2 separate regions of the Mus musculus genome follow, and region 2 is linked to region 1. A link is a contact called in public ChIA-PET data. All regions are on one chromosome and are shown on one strand. The core of a region is the stretch at or near the end of the contact, and the rest is flanking DNA. Distances in the headings are between cores, read along the strand shown.

Region 1 (3,989 bases), core at 292-2,791:
GAAGGCAGTAGAACACACTCAGGTGTATTATGCTTCCCGTGCCTATCCCTGTCCTGCCCATTATGCATGGCAAAGTCACTAAAGTGGATATCTGGAGGGAACTTGCCTTCAGGAAAGCTCTTTAAAGTTCTGCTGAGCCCTTACCTCTGACACACCTGGATAAGAAAGGTGTGTCAGGGGCCTGCGTATTCACGCACCACTTACACCACGTCGTCCACCAACGAAGCTACTTCCTGTAGCGTGGAGTTGTCCATGGAAACTGAAAGATTTGCCTGTTAAGTTTGCTCACCACGTTGCAAGTGTATTTCTGGCCTTCCCCTTATCACAGTGTGATGTCCATTTGCACACCATGGTTTTTTTCTAGCGACTGAAAAGTGATGGAAGCAGCTTGGCAGCCAGCATGGCAGTGCAATCATTTATTTCTCACAGCGCTCGGTCCTGGGCCTTCCCATTGAGCACAAGGCCTTTGAAGTGCATGGTGCATGTAATTTAGCTGACAGTGGATTGCACTAGAGTCCATCTAAATCAAGTCCAAGTCTGAACAGACATCAAAATACCCCCACCCCATAATTGGCAGCTGGTATTTTTCTTCTGTGCTAGTTTTTTTAAAGGACATTTTCTTGGCTACACATTTTATCAATTTTTTATGTTGTAATGAAATTTTTTTCTATGATTTTGGCAGTATTTTGGTTTTTTGGGGTTTTTTTTGGTTTGGTTTTTTTTTTTTTTTCTTTTTGCCTCACCATTTTCACATGCTCTTAGCTGCTGCCAAATATTGCCTCAGTTTATGTTTACCCACCAAGAAAGCAAGGCAATACTTTGGACATTTTGGACATGTAAGACTCGCTATGGTTTTTGAGTCTTTCTATGTAATTTATGCAATTTTTTTAAAAAAAAATGGAGCTGACTGACCCAATATGCAGCTTTCAATAATTTCCTAAGTGAGAAACTCTCCTTTAAAGGAATCTGCAAGAGGGAAGTAGTAAAGGAAATTTTGAAGCAGAGTGGATGCTAATTTACAGTAGTTCCATATGGCAGGCATTCAAATATACCATAATAGCTCTGACTTTTCAGCTTCTCCATCTACCAGAACCCATGTTAGGACAATCTACCTATGTTACTATTTTTAATTCCAGATTAAAATCTAAGTAAACCTGGCCCAAGAAACACCTGGGGTGATTTAATAATAAAGTAGGACAGGGCCACTGCTAACAGTTGGCATCAGGGCATAAAAACACAGAGAATATAAAATGTAATAGCAATTGGAAAAAATGTAATACAATTCCGTGAAAATGCAATTAAATCAGGTTGGATAAATAGCTTCCAGGACATAATAGCAAGAAGAGAGAGTTCATTTCAATGAAGTGAAAATGGCAAAAACTGAATAAATAATTTAAAGCTGGAAATGAAAAAGTTCCGTGTGGAGTTTCGAAGACAATTGAGCTCATCTGACCTTGTGCAAGTCGGTTAACCTCTGGGGGCCTCAGTTTCCTTATTAGGAGAAAGGGGAGGGAGGAGGAAGGGTAAGACTACTGATCTCCAAGGTCTATTCAAGTTCTGAATTTCCCTCCTGGGCTTGGAGGGAATGAAAATGTAGGCCATCAACACATTAGTGGCTCTGGGAAAAGAAAATGCACATAGACAAACTGTGAATTTGGTTTCATAGGAAGCCCCGATTTTATCTGCCTTTGTTTTTCTTTTTAAAAATAAAAGATAAGAATAAATGTCTGCAGTAATTGAATTTCTGTTTCCATATTTTCCTGGCTAGTTTTCCCTTATCTGGGGTTACAGGACGAGGCTGACTGCATACAGATAAAGTGGTCCACGTGGAGAATGCCAGGCTCACTCGCCCCGCGCACAGCCGCCCTCCCCACTCCTCTGCCCATCTGCTCTCCCCTACCTAATCCTCCAGAGTAGACAGACTAGGTGGGTGCTAATCAGCAGCTAAGGAAAGGGCAGACCTGTGTTCTTGCAAACCGGATGAGTCATGCATCACGGGTCAATCAAGCAAGGCCTCCTGGAAGAGCTTCTTGGGGATTAACTCAGTTGGCTGTGAAGTCATGCTGAAAACCTCTCTCATGCAACAGACACCAGTCAGAAACCAGGGGGAGGGAAATGGTGTTTACCATGTTTATTCATAAAACCAGGAGGTCTTGATAGAAACAAATGTTTCTAATCTTTATTCTGTAGTGTTTTTTTTCTTTTTTAATAAGTAACTTACAAGGTATAAGCACCATTGTCATATGTATTTTCATATGCGTTTTGTTTGTAGACTTTTTCCTCTCCTACTCTTCCTTGTCCTCTTGCCCACCCCCAGATTGTCTCCTCTTTCTCTCTCCAGTGACCCCAGATCCATTTTGTATTCACATCACTTGTGTTCAATTACCTTTCTCCTCTGGCCCACTTCTTTCTTAAGATTGTTCTAGATTCACAACACACACACACACACACACACACACACACACACACTTATAAAAAATAAAACCTAGGATCCACATATGAGAGGAACTATGATATTTGTCTGTAAGAATTTCACTGCTAAATAAAATTCATCTGTATATCATCTTGATGTTGGTTTTTGTTTGTTTTTTGTCTGCAATACAATATACACAGACTGGTGACTGATTCTATGTGGTTCCTTGTCACTAGAAATGTATTTCCTGTCTTCCTCTATTCTAAAGTAGCTTATCAGTACATTCTAACACCAAGAGACACCCAAAAGTATCTCTTGTACTCCAACCATACTCTTCCTTACCTTTACTATAGAGAAGTGGTCCAGTTTCCCCTTGGAAGCCTGGAAGTCTGGAGCAACCATCCACACTAACACTGTAATCCCTTTGTTAGCCTGTTTACTAAAGGACACCAAGAACCCAAAATGTCCGTTAGGGAAGCCTTAGATTCAAATTCCAAGGAATGTTTTCTGTGTTTCTTGCCTGTAGCACTTTGTCCTTTGGAATCAAAAATATTTAGCCTGCAAAGCATAATGTCACGTTAGGGGGAAGCAAAATTTTTGTTGGTACTTCACTAGAGTTAATGGTGAGTAATGTGGTACTATTTCCATTTCTATCCTTGATTTCAGGAACTGTGGGTCCTGCTTTTGGGGAAAACTGCCATATACTAGAGGTTGACTCAGAGCATCTGCAGTCTGCCGGACATCTCTGCCCCAGCCTCTCCAAGCTACTGTCACCTATGTGAGTCTGTAAATGAGTCTTTTAAAGGCCATTCCACTGTTATATCTGTAAACCATAGTCTTTTATTCTGGTCAACTGATCTTAGGGTTCATCCCATAAGACCCAGGCTAATCGATGAGGATAGGAAATACTCATATTAGGAGTAAGAATCGTAGATAATTGACTAACTTCCTTGTTTAAGTTATCTGTGCCATGCAGACCTACTTAGGCCCAATCACATAGACACCACTTCCTTTTGATGATGGATTGCTGTTGTGCATGTTAAGCTTTATGACTTGGTTGGTCATATAAAATCCAGATCATGAAGGGTAGCTCAAGTCACATGGTAACCTGGTGACCCACTGTGAAGCATTAAGTTTCTACTAAAACCTAATATCAGGTCAGTGGAAGAACAGGTTTCTGCAAATCATTCATGGCAGGATCTTGCTCCAAAATCTCCATAACTTCTACTCTGGTTCATCTGTGTAGGCCTGCTAAGGTGCCAAGCCCTATTACTTTCTGCCACTTATAAATGAAATATCATCAGGTCTGCTCTATCATTGACCAAGTGTCAGAGCTTACACAGCAGCTTGGACCTGTGGAAAAGCCTTATTCTGTTCCATGACCTATTCAAAACTAGCACCTTTCTGAATCACTTCATATATGAGCCAGAGTAACACTCGTAAGTGGGGAAAGCTCTGCATTCAAATCCAAATAGTGTCATTACATGTACATTTGTTCTTGGAGTTAGGAAAGGTCAACTGCAACTTAACCTTGACCTTAAAATAGAGTAATTCTTTATGCCCTACTGAGTTTGAG
Region 2 (3,883 bases), core at 784-3,283, 100 kb after region 1:
GACCATGTGATGTGAATGCCCTGAGTGACCATGTGATGTGAATGCCCTGAGTGACCATGTGATGTGAATGCCCTGAGTAACCATGTGATGTGAATGCCCAGAGTAACCATGTGATGTGAATGCCCTGAGTGACCATGTGATGTGAATGCCCTGAGTGACCATGTGATGTGAATGCCCTGAGTGACCATGTGATGTGAATGCCCAGAGTAACCATGTGATGTGAATGCCCAGAGCAACCATGTGATGTGAATGCCCTGAGTAACCATGTGATGTGAATGCCCTGAGTAACCATGTGATGTGAATGCCCTGAGTAACCATGTGATGTGAATGCCCTGAGTGAGTGAGGGGTAGTGTTGGGAACAGATAAAAAAAGAAGCAGTGAGTTCAGAGATAGAGCCTCACAAGTGCTGGTGCAATGCTGGGTATATTGGTTTACCAGGTAAACTGGTTTAGAATAGTTAAGATGTAAGCAAGAGAATACAAACTTGCAACAGTTGAAAAGGCAGTTTAGGTTGGTCATGCAGTCTGGAGTTGTACGGTGAGAGGCTAGGTCAAGGAACTTGGGACCTGAAGCTTAACATTTATAAAACATTTTTGAAAACAATAAATTTAAATCATGAATATTAAAATATGAGACTGGAGAGATGGTTCAGCAGTTAAGAGCACTGACTGCTCTTGCAGAGGTCCTGAATTCAATTCCCAGCAACCACATCGTAGCTCACAACCATCTATAATGAGATCCGATGCCCTCTTCTGGTGTGACTGAAGAGAGTGACAGCGTACTCACATAGAAAAAGTAAATAAATTAATTAAAGAAAAGAATGTTTAAAACATGGTAAGAAGCTTGTGTGAGCCCACACAGAGATTCTGTGAGTTCATGGTTGCTTGAATATGGTTTGAGAAACAGCTTTTGTCTTTTCTACAGTTCATGTGCTAAAATTTGACCCCAATGCAACTGTGTTGGGAGGCCAGAGCATTCAGTAGTACATGTATTTTATGGGTTTCACCCTCACTAAAGGGTTACTTCTGCTATATGACATGTTTGTGGGAATGCTTTCTGTCTCTTCTGCCATATGAAGTCAGTCTGTTGGTTCCTTTCTCTATATTCTACCCTCTGCCACGTGAGTATGCTGTAAGAGAGCTCTCGTTAGATGCTGGGTCTTAGACTGTCCATCCTTTGGATCTGTGAGAAGTATTCTTCATATGGTAGCATGTAAGGCATGGAAGCATCACAAAATGCCTGAAGCACATATGCTGAACATAGCAGACATAAAGGGCAATGCACACGATGCTCAGGAGTCCCGTATCTGAAGAATAGGAAATCCATCAGTGTGAGGTGACAAGAGCGAGAATAAGAGCGTGAAAGCAGGATCAACAGAGTACAGTCAAAGCTGAACCGTGGATTTCAGGGACAGGAAGCAGATGTAACAAAACGGATACATAGTGCCAACAGGCCAATGACATGTGGACTGAGAAGAAACCCCTGGCACCAGAAGTGTGGCTATCACTGCATATCGGGTGAGTGGTGGAGGTAAGAGCCCCACTGGAGTAGATTCTGGGACAGAAAGAACATGGAAAACAGAGTAGAGATAATACTTTTGTGGATTTTCCTACAAAGGAAGAGAAGAGGGATTAGTTTGTGGAGGAAAGGAGAAATGATGAAAGAAGGCTGTTCAGTGCTTTGAGATTAGAGACAGGAGTGGGAGGGGGAAGAGAGGGCAAGGAGCAGAGTGAATATGATCACAGTACATCACATGCATCTATGGGAGGCTCACAACCTAAAAAGAAAAAAGACGGGAGAAAAACAACTGCATGCAGATTGAAAAACTCGACAAAGAATTATTAGAGAAATGGATATGCTTATTGTACAACTGAAATAACTGATTTATAGGAACTGAGAGAGCAAGGCCTGTGGAAATAAATGAAAAGGCAAAAGTCATGTGTGTGAAGTGTTGGTCTAATAAGTACTGTCAACATCAGTTTTAGGAAGTTCTCTTTTGATGGCTTCAATGATTTCAGTGGAGTATAAATAACGTTATAGGTTAAGAAAGGGGAAGTAGCAAGATCAATAGCAGAAAAGGGGAAGAAAAGACAGTTCTGAGCCTGCACCTTTTATCTCTGCCCCCTCCTGATAACCATACACCAGTGACTGATTTATAAAAGTCTGATGAGATGAGCGAGTGTATAAGCATCTTCTTGGAACTGATAAATGCTACTCATCCTGTTGACACTTCTGAAAGTTTAACCAATTCTCTTTGCCTTACAGTTTTTTTTTTCACTTGAAACCCTCATAAATAAATAAATAAATAAATAAATAAATAAATAAATAGTGCAAACATTCACCTTAAAATATTAAACAGATAAAAGAAAAATAAGATGTAGCAGTGTCAGCTTTACCAAATGTTTACTAATAGAGACCAGGGCATTTCACTACTAAGAGCAATGGCATGCTCTCTCTAGACTGGAATTATACAACCAAGCTGAGAGCAGTGAACCTCACCACAGAAATATCTTGGACTTCAGAAGCAGACAATACTAGTATTGGTATGCTGTTTACTCGAACATTTAAATAAGCTATTCACCAAGTCATTTCCTTCTAAAGGCTAATATTTTTCACACTTCCTTTAAATGAAGACACTCAGACACCGCAGCACTGTGAGAAGAGCTGGGGACTTTCATGTGTCAGATGAAAGGCTCTAAGAGAGCCTAACAACTGAGTCTCACATGGGCTTACTCAGCAGGTAAAGATGAAGACAAGGTCCTCACCACATACGGTGTGCTCTAGGGTTCACTTCCTGCTATCTATTGACAAGGCTCATCACACAGTGGATCTTCCATTTCCACGAGCGCTACTGTTGCACAATACTGTGCACAGACAGTGCGATCCAAAGAAACAGGTTAACACGGCTGAAGACTAAGTAAAAGGCAAGTGCTAGAAATGATAATCTTTACAATGTGAAGTTTTGGAATGTTGGCTCTGCAGAGCAAGCATATCATCTGAATTACTGTTATGGTTTTCATCTCTAGATCTTTTGTGTATTTACAATTGGTTTCTGCATAACAGCAACACAAATGACTAATGGCAAATGAGAGGTAAAGCAAAATCATTTAGCTAATGCTGATTAGAAAACAACATAAATGTTAATTTTTGACTGTATTCTGTTTTGCTTATAGAAATTTTCTTTAGGGGAGATTTTTTTCTTCCTGCTTTTACAACAGGGTTATACAAGTTATAACACAAGGTATTAATTTTTAACCTAAAATAGAAATCCCTGATTTTTGCCATTTCTGTCAGTTATAAGAGTTGAAACATATTTGAAAATAGCTGGGTAAATATAAACTAAGTTCAAATTAGTGTATATCTATATCTATATCTATGTGTATGTATGTATATATGCATATATATCTAATATTTTACTATTGTAAACCTTAACATTATTAACTGAGCTATATTTTCCCAAATAGACTATATTTATAGACAGATCAATAATTAGGACAATTCAAAAGAAATGCTCTCTATTGAACGTTTGAGTGAACAACAAAGATGACACTCCTTTACTGCTACCATCTGATGGGAACCTACCATGAAGGAGTACAGGGGAGAGCTACAAATTACTGAGAATGAAATGTTATTGATAAGCTACAATTCTTTCAATAAATTAAGGATTTGCTCTTCTTCGTTTAATGCTTGCTTCATGTGATCCAGGAGCTATGCTTCTTTGTACACAAACAGGAAAAAAAAAAGAAGAAGAAAACAGTATGAATAACAAAACGTATCAGTACAGTAGACAATATGAAATCACAATGCCTATATTTCAAATCATTATGATAAAATACTTGGCAGAAGCAAGTGTGATAATAGATCTAGAGGGTAGCAGAGCAT

The links. ChIA-PET counts read pairs in DNA pulled down with a chosen protein or histone mark.
Region 2: an SMC1A ChIA-PET map of the G1E-ER4 cell line shows a contact between it and region 1, with 25 read pairs. The contact joins two enhancer-like sites.

Annotation. Positions count from the first base shown.
Region 1 is chr12:46,608,245-46,612,233 of GRCm38.p6, forward strand. No RefSeq gene overlaps it. Among named protein-coding and RNA genes, the nearest start is that of Nova1, 210 kb to the right of the region's middle. Within about 2 kb of position 1,542, at least 10 of the 459 cell types and tissues checked have an H3K27ac peak or open chromatin away from gene starts, as enhancers often do. A contact at or near this core is called in the G1E-ER4 cell line, where this site is marked.
Region 2 is chr12:46,708,203-46,712,085 of GRCm38.p6, forward strand. All of the region lies in intron 4 of Nova1 (NOVA alternative splicing regulator 1), which reads right to left. Among named protein-coding and RNA genes, the nearest start is that of Nova1, 110 kb to the right of the region's middle. Within about 2 kb of position 2,034, at least 4 of the 459 cell types and tissues checked have an H3K27ac peak or open chromatin away from gene starts, as enhancers often do. A contact at or near this core is called in the G1E-ER4 cell line, where this site is marked.